Linked DNA regions of Mus musculus: region 2 is linked to region 1. The links are chromatin contacts, called in public promoter capture Hi-C maps. All regions are on one chromosome and are shown on one strand. The core of a region is the stretch at or near the end of the contact, and the rest is flanking DNA. Distances in the headings are between cores, read along the strand shown. Region 1 holds the start of Tyk2 (tyrosine kinase 2). Region 2 holds the start of Atg4d (autophagy related 4D, cysteine peptidase).

What was found. Capture Hi-C pulls out chosen DNA fragments and counts their contacts.
Region 2: a promoter capture Hi-C map of adipose tissue shows a contact between it and region 1. The contact joins the promoter of Atg4d here to the promoter of Tyk2 in region 1. A contact is called at or near these places in 1 of 115 datasets of contacts at active chromatin or transcription factors (embryonic stem cells) and 3 of 9 other capture datasets (adipose tissue, liver and pancreatic islet).

What each region holds. Positions count from the first base shown.
Region 1 is chr9:21,126,744-21,133,664 of GRCm38.p6, forward strand. It overlaps Tyk2 (tyrosine kinase 2), which reads right to left and starts at 4,532. Exons shown (of 25, transcript NM_018793.2): 1 at 4,429-4,532; 2 at 1,817-1,968; 3 at 381-600. The coding sequence starts at 588.
Region 2 is chr9:21,262,621-21,269,541 of GRCm38.p6, forward strand. Atg4d (autophagy related 4D, cysteine peptidase) reads left to right here and starts at 2,665. Exons shown (of 10, transcript NM_153583.10): 1 at 2,665-3,097; 2 at 4,119-4,202; 3 at 4,287-4,460; 4 at 5,631-5,907; 5 at 5,985-6,049. The coding sequence starts at 2,863.

The DNA.
Region 1 (6,921 bases), core at 3,282-5,781:
GACAGTTGTAAACTACCATGTAGGTGCTAGGAATTGAACCCAGGTCCTCTGGGAGAGCAGCCACTGCTCTTACCACTAAGCCATCTCTCCAGCCCCTTCACTGGGGAATTCTAGGCAAGAGCTCTATCACTGAGCCTAAGGTTTGGTTTTTGAAGCAGGGTCTTCTTGTGTCATTAGTTTGGACTGGAACTTGTGAGGATCCTCCTGCCTCAGCTTCCCACGTTCTGGGATCACAGGCCTGGCTCAGCAGTGCTCTCCGTTCCAGCCCTCTGGAACAACAGCCCCTAGGGGTCCTGACATAAGCTGGCACTTACACTCACTCCATTTTGTCCAGTGATGGTGAAACACAGCATCAGCCCCTCCTGGGGTGGTGTACTCACCGACTTTGTGTGCGATGTGGATGCAGACCTCCTCTGCAGTCAGAGATGTCTGGCTGAAGGTGACCCAGGGCTCCCCGCCCTCAGGCCCAGGCCAATGCAGTAGCACCATCAAGCATCCTGTGGGCACCAGGGGCTGAGCTTCTGTGCCATCTGCCTTGCTGTCTTCCAAGATGGCTCTCCGCCCACACAGAGGCATGGTCCCCACCATTCAATGTGCTGGCTGCGGACAGGAAGGAAGACTAACGTACCCCCCTGCCACCCCTACTTTTAGTGATAGCAAAGACATCTTATATTTTTGGTTTCTTTTTTGTTTTTTAGACAGTCTCATGTAACCCAGGCTTGCCTCCAACTCACTACTGTACATACTGTTTCTTTATTATTATTATTATTATTATTATTATATGTAAGTACACTGTAGCTGTCTTCAGATGCACCAGAAGAGGGCATCAGATCTCATCACAGATGGTTGTGAGCCACCATGTGGTTGCTGGGATTTGAACTCAGGACCTTCGAACGAAGAGCAGTCAGTGCTCTTACTTGCTGAGCCACCTCTCCAGCCCTATATATACTGTTTTTTAGAGGTGTGTGTGTGTGCGCGCACACACATGTGCGTGCACATGTGAAAAGAAAGAAAGAGATATGTGCCACCTACCACCTGGAAAATATTTATTTAGTTGAACAAACACTTGAACAAGATCTTACTATACTTTTTCCAGGCTGATCTTCAATACCTTCATTCAAGCAATCCACCTGCCTCAGCATTCCAAGCAACTGGAACTACAGATGCACAACAGTACCAGCAGACTGAACGTCCTGTGTTGCTTCTGGAAGGTCAGTGAGGCTGCCACGGTCCACCTGTCTCCCTCAGGCTGGCTTACAGGCTTCCTGCCTGCTAGGGCAGGAATCACTGACTTTCTCCTTCAATAATCTGCCAACAGTCTGAAAGGCTACGCTGAGGTGCAGTTAGGAGCACTCACCGGCTGTCCCAGCATTTCACAGGGAGGCGGGAAGATCAGGAAATCAAGGTTATCCTCAGATATGTGAGGTACTGAAGGGCATCTAGGGCTATGTAAGATCCTGCCTCAGGAGACAGCTCAAGGGTAAAAGACGCTTGCTGCCAAGCCTGGCCACCTGAGCTCTATCTCTGGTACCCACATGATGGAAGGAGAGGACTGACCAAAAAAGCTGTCCTCTGAGCTACACAAGTGCTATGTGCATCCGTATAAAAACACCTTAACAATAATAAACAAAAATAAAATAAGATCAAGCCAAGCACAGTGGTACATGCCTTTCACTGATAACTCTGTCTGTGAGTTCAAGGCCAGCTCAGGTCACACAGTTGAGATGCTGTCTTAATCAGTTAATCAATCAGCCAATCAATCAGTATCTGCTTTGAACCAAGGTCCCTGAGGGCAGGCAGGCTTGATATAACAGACCTGGCAGTGCGTCTTGGAACTTTCTGTGTGACCTCAGGCAGTGCACTTAACCTCTCTGGTCCTCCATTTCCCCAGGTGAAGAAAAGATGTTGAGACGGTTGCTACGGAAAGATCTTCCAACCTGGTCCTGCATGGTACTGTGTCAGCAGGACCTGAATTAAGACAGGAATAACAACAACCAAATATGACACAAAGAGAATCTGCTGCATGCGGAGGAGCTGAGTGCAGGCAGCATGCCTCCTGCATGCACTATGTCCTAGGCTCCACCCCCTGACCACCAAAAAGCAGTACTACATTTTGGGGTCAGAGATGGCTCAGCAGGTAAAGGGACCAGTGACTAAACTCACAATCTGGGCTTAATGCCTTTAACTCACACAATGGAAGGACAGAATGCTCTGAGCTGTCCTCCACTTATGCTGCATAAGTACACACATGCACACACACACACACACACACACACACACACAGATAACTTAATTATGTCATGAACTTCACCACTTCCACTTTCCCTTCAGCACCCCAGATCCACCCCTGTAAGAGGAGACGGGGGCTGCTCTGACTCCCTTGGGGGTACTCACAGGGGTCCTCCACATTTAAGGGACAAGGTTCCACATGCATACGCCTTTAATCCTGGCACTCTGGGGGCAGAGGCAGGTGGATCTGAGTTCAAGGCCAGTCTGGTCTACACAGTGAGTTCCAAAACACCTGGGATTACACAAAGAAACCCTGTTTCATAAAAACAAAACATAGCTGGGCATGGTGGCGCACGCCTTTAATCCCAGCACTCGGGAGGCAGAGGCAGGAAGATTTCTGAGTTCAAGGCCAGCCTGGTATACAAAGTGAGTTCCAGGACAGCCAGGGCTACACAGAGAAACCCTGTCTGGAAAAACCAAAAACCAAAAAAAAAAACAAAACCAAAACAAAAAAAGAAAACCCAGAAAAAAAAAAAAAACAAACCAAAAACGTATGAACATGGTGATGTGTGTGCATGTACATAGTGTGCACATGTGTGCATGTTATAGGTGTATATATTCCTGTTGTACCCATGTGTGTGCAGGCATATGTGTACATGACATGTATGTACGTACATAAATTATGTGTGTTTAGATAATATATACAAGTGCATGTGTATAGGCATATGTGTGCATCTCACATGTGTGTGTATGATGCATGGATGTGTGTATAGTGCATGAATGTGTATAGGGAAATATGTACATGCATATGTATGTGTGTGCATGCACAGTGTATACATGTGTGTGCACCTGAGTGTGAAAGTCAGCTTCGGCCAGAAGTGGACATTAGGTCCTTCCTCTATTACTTTCTACTTTTTAAATGCTTTTTCAAACATGGTTTCTCTGTGTAGCCCTGGATATCCTGGAACTTACTCTGTAGACCAGGCTGGCCTCAACCTCAGAGATCTGCCTGCCTCTGCCTCCCAAGTGCTGGGACTAAAGGAATACACCATGACTGCCTGGCTTCCACACTTATAATAAGTGTGAACATTGTGCCTACATGTTTGTCTGTACCTCATATGTTCCTGGTACCGATGGAGGCCAGAAGATGGGGTAAGATCCCCTGGAACTGGAGTTATATATGGTTGAGAGCTGCCATGTGGGTGCTGGGAACTAAATCTAGGTCCTCTGTGTTAACAGTGACTGTAACCCTGAGTCGTTTCTCCTACTCCTTTACCTTATTTTTTGAGGCATGGTATTACTAAACCAAGGTCACTGTTCTGGCTGGGCTGTCTTGGGAGCCCCTAAGAGCTTCCTGTCTCCATCCCCTAGTGCTGGAGTGACATGCCTGCTGCCACACTCCGGTTTCTGTGAGTGTTGGGATTCAAACTTGGGTCCTTATGTTAGCAGGCACTTTTCCAACTGAGGGAACATCCATTCATCCTTTATGTTATGATTTTGATGTTGGTCCAACAGTGTAGCCCAGGCTATCCTGGAACTCACACTGTAGCTCACACTGGTCTCCAAAGCATGGTGGTCCTTTTGCCTCAGTATTCTAAATGCAGGAATAATGCACTATACTCAACATCACACACACACAATTTTAATTTTGAGGCAGCATTTTACAATAGAGCTCACAGCAATCCCTCTGCCTCTGCCTCCTCAGTGTTGGACTCGGAGGCAGATAGGTCAGCAAGCCCAACCTTGAGCCCACCAGCCTTAGTAATTTATGTGACTGTAGGCGCACCTACATACAGTCAGATCTGCCTGTAAAGGAGGCTGGGGCCAGTGTCTATCTCAAAGGCAAGAGAGAAAGCGTCTGGCACACAGTAAGCGGTTAATAGTTGTGGACCGTATCTATTCCTGTTCAGGGCGCCATCCTGGGGACATGGGCTTTTAAGAGAACTCCCTTCCTCCTTCCTGGATCGTCTCAAAAATTCAGGTTTAGCTTTGAAGACGAAATCCAGGTAGTTTGTACTTGCAGAAACTGCATCTCTCCGCACCGACTGTCCGAAAACTTGCCTACCTATCTGGCCCAGGCAATAACTGCACTGTGCACTCTCCAGGTAACCCACCAGTCTCACTCTGGGGCAGTGTTAATGCAGGCAAGTCCCAAGCCTCCTCGCTGCCAGCTTCCCACAGCGGACCCTCTGCACTCACCGTTTCCGGAGTACTCAGGCTTGGGACCCTGGACCCCGCCCCACTGCCTCGGGGAGCCGCTGGAAGTCCACCGCCTACGCGCCACTTGCCATTGGCTACCTGAAGTGCGCATGCCTTTGGCTGCGGTCCGTCCCACCCAGTTTACGGTCCTACATCCCTATTGGTCATTGTACGAGAACAGCGGCGTTCCGAATGTTGATGGTGAGGGATTATTTTAGTCGTGATTTGTTGGCGTGGCAAGCGGAACTGAGGAGGCCTCTACGATTGGACGTCGAAGGTGAGGGCGGAAACGCAGAGGAGGGCTGCAGGGCCGGGCGGAAAAGTGAGGTCTGTAGGCGAAGGACCTGGAACCCTCATTGCCTAGGCTTCTGCCCGTCGGCCTACACCAGGGTATCGCGGCTGCAGAGTCACCCAGGCTTGAGGCTCCCAGTGCTATCCCTACACATCCAACCTCTCCCATCACCACCCCTTTTAAAATACCGTATCCCAAGCCCCACCCCCCAAGCTTTCCTTGAACAGTCTTTGGTGAATAGGCTGTAGCTCAGTGCTTGCAATTAAGTGTGAAGACACATGCCTGTAGTCTCAGCACTTGAGTGGAAAAGAAAGCTCAGAAGAGATGGCTCAGAGGTTAAGAACACTGACTGCTCTTCCAGAGGTCCTGAGTTCAATTCCCAGCAACCACATGGTGGCTCACAACCATCTGTAATGGGATCCGATGCCCTCTAATGATGTGTCTGAAGACGCGACAGTGTACTCAAATACATAAAATAAATAATTTTTTTAAAAAAAAAGTTCAATGCCATCCTCTCTACTTTGAGTTGGGGCGAGATTTGAGAACGACATAGGCTGTATGAGACCCAGTTTTTGTTTTTGTTTAAAGATTTATTCAAGACGGGCAGTGGTTGCACATGCCTGTAATCCCAGCACTCGGGAGGCAGAGGCAGGCGGATCTCTGAGTTTGAAGCCAGCCTGGTCTACAGAGTGTGTTCTAGGACAGCAAGGACTACACAGAGAAATCCTGTCTCGAGAAACCAAAAAAAAAAAAAAAAAAAAAAATATTCATTGTTATATGTAGGAAGACTGTAGATGTCTTCAGACACACGGGAAGAGAGCATCAGGTCTTGTTAAGGATGTGTGCCACCTTGTGGTTGCCTGGATTTGAACTCCTGTCAATCAGCAGCCTATGCCTCCCTGCCTGTTGCCCATTTCCGAGGCTCTCCAAATATGTTTCCTTTAACTTCATTGACTTTTGTCCCTAGTCCAGATCTATATTAGTACGGTTCCACTCGGCCGGTGCACACCATCCATGAATCAGAAGCAGATTGCAAACTGCTCCAGAGATGATCTACACCGCACCAGACCCAAGCAGCCCTACAAACCAGAAAGCCCTGGACCTGCTAAAAACTAACGTGAGCCCAGGCGCCCAGCAAATGAGACTGTCCCTTCAGCTGGGTCGGCAAATCATACGCTTGTGGTGAATGCCTCACTGCCCTAATTTCCTCCCCTACTCTGGCTAACAGACCAGCCTCCCTGGGCTGTGACAGGGAGTCCTAATTTCACCAGAAAGTAGTTACAGAGCAGAGAGCATAACCCCTTCTCCTCAACAAAGTGCTGGGGTGCTCGATACCAGGAAACTCCCTGGTAAAGGAAACAAAATGGTGACTTTGTTTTGTTTTTTTCCCCTTTAAGATTTATTTATTTATTTATTTATTTATTTAGTGTATGTGAGTACACTGTAGCTGTCTTCAGACACACCAGAAGAGGGTGTCATCTCATTATGGGTGGTTGCTGGGATTTGAACTCAGGACCTTTGGAAGAGCAATCAGTGCTCTTACGCACTGAGCCAGCTTGCAAGCTCTATTATTCTTAATCATGATTCCTGCCTCTCTGTCTGTCTTTTGAGAAAGGGTTTCTCTGTGTGACCCTGGCTGTCCTTGAAGTCAGACTCACCTGCCACTGCCTCCTGAGTGCTGAGATTAAAGGCGTGCGCCACCACTGGCTGCTCTAGAAACTTTTCTATTGCTGTGATAAAACACCATGACCAAGGCAGTTCACAGAAGGCAAGTTTATTTGGGGCTTAGGGTTTCAGAGGGGAGGAATTCACCACCATGATGGCTTAAAGCACAGAGGAAAGCCCCAGGCATGCGGCTGGTAGAGCTGTGAAGTAACATCTGTAACCACAGGCAGGAAACGGTAAGCGAGGAATATCTGAAGCTCAACTCTTAAAGCCCGCTCCCAGTGATGCGCGCTCTCCAGCAAGGCTACACCTCCCAAGCCTTCCCAAGCAGCTACACTAACTGGGGACCAAGAATTCAAATGCCCAAGGCTATGGGTGACCTTATCATTCAAACCACCAGAAATGAGAAGCCAGACTTGAAACTAAGACAGTCAAGCTTAGATCTGTTGTCCTTCTGCCATGGTGTCCTTACCAACTGAGAGGACATATCTTTCTCCCTTCCTGGGATGCTAGAGACTGAATCGTGAGGTTCTGCA
Region 2 (6,921 bases), core at 1,415-3,914, 130 kb after region 1:
TGTGTTTTTGATACAGGGTCTCACCATGTGAGCCCATAGTGGTCTTGAATTCACAGAGATCCATCCTGCCTCTACTTAATGCTGGGATCAAATTCTCTCTCTCTCTCTCTCTCTCTCTCTCTCTCTCTCTCCTTCTCTCTCTCTCTGTTTTGTCTCTTTCTCCCTCTTTGATTTTTTTTTCAAGACAGCCCTGGCTGTGCTGGAAATCACTCTGTAGACCAGGCTGGCCTTGATCTCAGAGACCTGCCTGCCTCAGCCTGCCTAGTGCTGGGACTAACGGTGTGAGGTATGACTGCCCAGCATGGTCACCCCACCCCTGGTTTTTTTTTTTTTTTCCCTTGAGATCGGATCTGATGGCCTCAAACTTGCTATGTGTGTAGCCCAGGGTGAACTGCCTCCACCCCCAAGTGCCTGATACACACGGTTTATGTGCTGCTGGGGACTGAGCCCACACTTTGTGCATGCCAGGTAGGCACTCTACCAACTAAGCCCCAGCTCCAGCCTTATTTCAAGTATCTTAGGTGGCAATCTGATATGATTTCATTTCAGGGAAAGGTCTATATAGTCAGGGCACTGAAGTACTCACTACTCCATCAAAGATGCCTTTGGCCTTTCTTTTTCTCTTTTGCAGTGCGGGGACTGAACATGCCCCATGAGTGCTACAACAAAGCCTTACCAATCTACCCTCCTCTATACTCCCCGCCCCTGCTGATTTCCCCTCCCTCCAAGCCTATCCAACTACAAATGAGGTTGCAGCCTTTCCTATTTTATATAAAAAGACATCCTACTTTCTGATACGGCCCCCCTTCTTTCTCTTTGGGTTGGAATCTTTCCTTGGATATGCATCAGTTGTATGAAGATTCAGTTGGGGCGATGCAGGAGAACCTTGTATGCCTGTAATCCCAGCACTCTGGAGGCGGAGAGAGAAGGATCATAAATTTAGGACAGAGTAGCAGGTAAAGGTGCTTGCTGCCAGCCGGACGACCCGAGTTCAGTCCCTAGGACTCATGTGGTAGAAGGTGACTTCCAAAAGTTGCCCTCTGAGTGCCACATAAGTGCTGTGGCAAGGATGTGTACACACATGCACACACACACCCACGCACGTGTGTGCACTCGCGTACACACACACACACGTGCACATACACACACAGATAAATAAGTGTAATAAATAAATAATAGGCAAATTCAAGGCCATCCTCAGGCACATAGCTTGTAAGTTCAAGCTCAGCCTGGGCTACATAAGATAGGGTCTCAAAATACCAAAATTGGGGCCGGAGAGATGGCTCAGCAGTTAAGGGCACTGGCTGCTTTTTCAGAGGTCCTGAGGTCAATCCCCAGCAACCACATGGTGGCTCAAAACCATTTGTAATGGATTCTGATGCCCTCTTCTGGTGTGTCTGAAGACAGCGACAGCGTTCTCATAAAAATAAAATAAATAAATAAATAAAAAAGATTCACTAAAAAAAATGCCAAAATCGTTTTCCTTTTTTTTTTTTTTAATTTATTTACTTATTATATGGAAGTACATTATAGCTGTCTTCAGACACTCCAGAAGAGGGAGTCAGATCTCGTTACGGATGGTTGTGAGCCACCATGTGGTTGCTGGGATTTGAACTCTGGACCTTCGGAAGAGCAGTTGGGTGCTCTTACCCACTGAGCCATCTCACCAGCCCTCGTTTTCCTTTTATAGTCTTACAGATAACTCCCTCAAATTTTGCTCAGGAGAAAACTGAGGCACTGAGAATCATGACCAATGGGGCACCAATGGGTCAGGGATAGTCACATCCCCAGGGTGACATCTGTTCTGGGTTGATAAACTCTGTTGTGTTCACAGTCTCTTTCGTTCTCATGAAGCTCAGGCTGGTTTCAAACGCCTTGCACAACAGAGGAGGGGCCTGTGCCCCTGCCTTTGCCTCAGAGACTTGGGTTTCATGCACCACTACACTCAGTTTCTGGGTTTCAGGGAATAGAACACAGGGCCTCACGTGTGCTAGGCCCTCTACCAACTCAGCTCCATCGCCAGTGTGCTCAGTCTTTGAGTACCCCAGCACTAAAGAAGCTGACGCAGGCGGGCAGCCATGAGTTGGAGGCCAGCCTGAGCTCCAGGGTGGGTTCTCTGCCTGGGCTCTCCAATTTCACTGCAGGTCGGGGCATGTGTTCTGGGCGTGAACGGAGCTCGTGTGCCTAAGCAGGACTTGAATAGTCGGAATGTATTCTCCTTAGGAGAGTCAGGTCTAAGTGAGAGCTTGTCTCAAAACATTGGAAAGGCCCTTCAGATGGCTCAGCGGATAAAGATGCGATAAAGGTGCTGGCTGTCTAGGAACCTGAGTTGGCTCTTACGAGATCTCCACAGGCACGACAAGCCCCATGTATCGCACCCAGAACATGGGACCTTCAATGCAGTGGAATTTGAGTGGCAGGGCGGGGAAATCTGCACTTTTGAGCGAGAGAAGGTCCGGCGTCCGCAGCTTGAGATGTCATTCAGAACAAGGGTGTGCAAGGCTTGAGAAAGGGCTGTAAATGGGCGTGGCTTCTCCGGCTCTGACCCATTGGTCTGAGATAAGGGCCCCCAGGGACGCGCTTGCGCCTGCGCGGTGAGATTAGGAGGGTGTGGTGAGTCCAAGGGAGGCGGACTGTACAGGGGCGTGGCTTGCTCGCTAGCCAAGCCCACCGTATCCGGGTGCTCTGGGCCACCAAGATGGCGCTGGCTGTGGGAGCCCGGGTATCCGCTGCGGCCAGAGCCGGACCCGGGAGCCCGGCTCTGAGTATAGAGTAACACTGTGCTGGCCGCGGGGCTGCTCCCGAGCGTTCGCAGTTCCCCGGACCTCGGGGACACCTGCGTCCTTCCTCTCCGGCGGGTCCATGAACTCCGTGTCGCCGGCTGCGGCGCAGTACCGCAGCGGGAGCTCGGAGGACGCGCGCCGGGCCGATTGTCGCCGGCCGAGGGGACAAACCCGTATCCCGGATCCTAGCAACCTGGGACCTTCGGGGTCCGGAGTGGCAGCTCTCGGTTCATCTGGGACAGACCCCGCCGAGCCCGACGAGGTGGACAAGTTCAAAGCCAAGTTCCTGACAGCCTGGAACAACGTCAAGTATGGTGAGGAGGGGGTGCACTGGTCAAGGGTGTCAGAGGGGTCAGAGCAAAAGAAACCAAACCTTTACCCTGTCCTGTGGATGAGCCCATCCAGGAGGAGTCACAAGCAGGTCCTCCGCCCTTCCCAGTCCTGGACGTGGGGCAGGTTAAATGGGAAAGGTTTTCAAGCTCCGCCCATTGCACCTGTTTGACCTTGGCCAAATACCTTGCTTTCCTGCGGTCTGTTTACTGCCCTCTGTAACATAGGTGCAATAGTATGAACAGAGTTAATAGATGTTGGTTCACACCTGTAATCCCAGCACTTGGGATGCTGAGGCAGGAGGTTTACCAAGAGTTCTAGGCTATCCTGGACTATATAATAAGTTCCAGGCTGACTTGAGCTCCTCATGAGACTGGGTCTCAAAAAATCGGAAAACAGGGGGCTGGAGAGACTGCTCAGCAGCCTTGGCTGTTCCTCCAGAGGAACAATTACCAGCACCCACATGGCAATTCACAATTGTCTGTAACTCCAGTTTCATGGGATCTAACACCCTCACACAGGTATACATGCAGGCAAAACACCAGTGGATATTTTAAAAAAAAATTGGAAAAAGGCTAGTGAGATGCCGCAGTAGTTAAAGGCATTTGTCACCAAGCTTAAGGACCTCAGCTCCAGCCTGGACCCCAATGGTGGAAGGAGAGCCCCCACTCCTGTCAATGTTCTATACTCCAGACCCAAACTGTGGTGCTTGCTTGTCCACATATATACACAAGCTCACATACACAAAATAAAAATGTGCTTTATAGATTTACAGCAAAACCCAACAGTCAGAATAGAACGGCCCTGGGTTGATAGTGGGTCCTTATGAAGATGTGACTAAGTCCCACCTGTGTTCCAGACAGATGTGGTGTGGCATGGATTTTGCAGAGCCGCCGCCCTGACATCTCAGCTAGGATCAGGCCCAGTTCAACACTGGGGAATGGAAGACCCATTGCTGATACTTGAGTGCTTTAAATTGCTGCGAGCTACTCCATGTTTCCCCAGGTTGGGCAGTTAAAAGCCGGACCAGCTTCAGCAAGATCTCCACTGTTCACCTCTGCGGGCGATGCTACCATTTCGAGGGAGAGGGTGAGGTGTCAAATCTGGAACCAGGGTAGGGGAAGTCTCCTAGGGTTCTCCTTGATTGCCAGGCTGACCAGTTGGTTCTCATAGGTGACATCCAGCGGTTTCAAAGGGACTTTGTATCTCGACTATGGCTCACATATCGCCGGGACTTCCCACCCCTTGCTGGAGGCAGCCTGACCTCAGACTGTGGCTGGGGATGTATGTTACGAAGTGGTCAGATGATGCTGGCCCAGGGCCTGCTCCTGCATTTTCTGCCTAGAGGTGAGTTGTGTATATGCAGGCTGCAAGTGCCTGGCTTCTGGCTCAGCCCTTTAAAACTGCTGCAGACTGTGAGTTGAACAGTGCAGTGGAATTCCAGAACTTGGGAGGTTGAAGCAGGATTTTGAGATATAGTACCCAGTCTGGGATACATAGTGAGTTTCAGGCCAGTTAGAGATAAGTGTGTGAGTGTGTGTGTGTGTGTGTGTGTAGTGTGTGTATATTTTTGACATATATGTATGTATGTGTACATATATATGTATATGTCAGGAAAACAAGATCTTAAGTGGTGCCTGCCTGCAAACATAGCAAGTGCTTAGAGGAGGTAGGAAAAACAGAAGTTCAAGATTATGTCTCAAAAATTAAATAATTATTGAGGCCTAGTGCCTTTAATCCCAGTACGTAGGCAGAGGCAGGCAGATCTCTGTTAGTTCGAGGCCAGCCTTGTCTACAGAGTAGGTTCCAGAACAGCCATGGCTACACAGAGAAGCCCTGCCTTGAAAAACCAAAACAAATACATAAACCAGTAAATAAATAAGCAGCACTTACTGCTTGCAGAGGATGCAGGTTTGATTGCGAGACCCACACGTGAGTTACCTTCTCACCATAGGTAATTGCAGTTTCTGGGACTCTGACTCTTGTGGAATCTTGAGCTCCAGGCCCTCACAGAGCTCTTAACTATTTAGAGGCAAAACACTGCTGCACGTTGGCTAAAAATAGACCTTTACTTTTTTTTTTTTTTTTTTTTTTTTTTTTTGAGACAGGGCTTCTCTGTATAGTCCTGGCTGTCCTGGAACTCACTCTGTAGACCAGGCTGGCCTCGAACTCAGAAATCCGCCTGCCTCTGCCTCCCGAGTGCTGGGATTAAAGGCGTGCACCAGTGCCCAGCAGACCTTTACTTTTTAAAAATGAGTTTTGGCAGGATTTGGTGGCACAGGCCTTTGATTCCAGCACTTGGGAGGCAGAGGTAGGCAGATCTCTGTAAGTTTGAGGCCAGCCTGGTCTACAGAATGAGCCAGGGTCATTATACAGAAATGCAGTCTCAAAAAAGCAAAAATCAAGACAAAAAAGTAGGTCAGTTTGTAATTTCCATGAGTATTAGAGTGTGAGTCCAATAGGAGGGAAGGAGGGTGCTGTGCCACAGTTTAGCTCTCAGTGTCTTCTCGTCCTCAGACTGGAGGTGGGTGGAAGGCACAGGCCTGGCTTCCTCTGAGATGCCAGGGCCAGCCTCTCCCAGTCGCTGCCGAGGGCCTGGTCGTCGTGGGCCCCCAAGATGGACACAGGGTGCACTGGAGATGGAGCAGGACCGTTGGCACCGGCGGATTGTTTCCTGGTTCGCTGATCATCCACGGGCCCCCTTCGGTCTACATCGGCTAGTGGAGCTTGGGCGGAGCTCGGGCAAGAAGGCAGGAGACTGGTACGGGCCCTCTGTGGTGGCACACATCCTCAGGTGAGACCCATTGCAGGGAAGATGGGAGCTGCTGGTGACCCCAGGAACTCAAGCCTGTCTGCTCTCCTGCCCCCCAGGAAAGCTGTGGAGAGTTGCTCAGAAGTCAGCCGCCTGGTGGTGTACGTCTCTCAGGACTGCACAGGTAAGGCTGGGGACAAGCCAGTGCTACCCAAAGCCCCGATTTCTCAGGGGCTGATGGAAGTTTTGGGATAGAGGTTTCCTCTTGTGCTTCTCTGCAAGACCTAGAAAGTCAGAATGAAAGATTCAAGGGGGGGGGGGGCTCCCTTCTTCACTCCAGTCCCACTTAAAAAAAAAATAACAAAACACCACAACACTACATATCTTTATTTGTGTGTGTATGTGGGGGGTGTGGGAATCCTGTACCAATGTGCACTTGATCTCGTGGGGGAGTGTTGTCTCCTATGGGTATAGACATGGGACTTGGGTCAGCATGCTTGGCAGCAGGTCCTTTACTTGCTTGGCTATCCCATCAGCCCTGTTCACTTTAACTCTACCAAAATATCCTTATTGTTAGCCAGTCTGGTATCCTCGTGCTCACAAGCTGGCAGAGGATCCATTGATCCCCAAAACTGTGGGGGCCACAAGATAGCTCAGTGGCTGAAGGGGCTTGCTGCAAAAGCCTGACAGCTCGAGTCTGAACTCTGTACCTTTCTGCAAAGTTGTCCTTTGACCTCCAGTTTTGTGCTTTGGCATGTACACCCCTAGACACACAATAGTAATAGTAATAATAATAATAATAATACTTTTTCAAAAGGGCCAGAAACATCACGGCTCAGCTGGTGAAGGTTCTTGCAGCCAAGCCTGATACCATGGATTGGATCTCCTGAACCCACATGGTTGAAGGAGAGAACTGACCCACACATGACAGATACAAATACAGTAATAAAAATGGTGCTCATAGAAGGTGCCCAAATGTTAGCCATTGCTTTCTTCCAGCTAATTATATTTATATAGCTTTGTTTATATTAAGTTAGGGTCTCTTGTAGCCCAGGC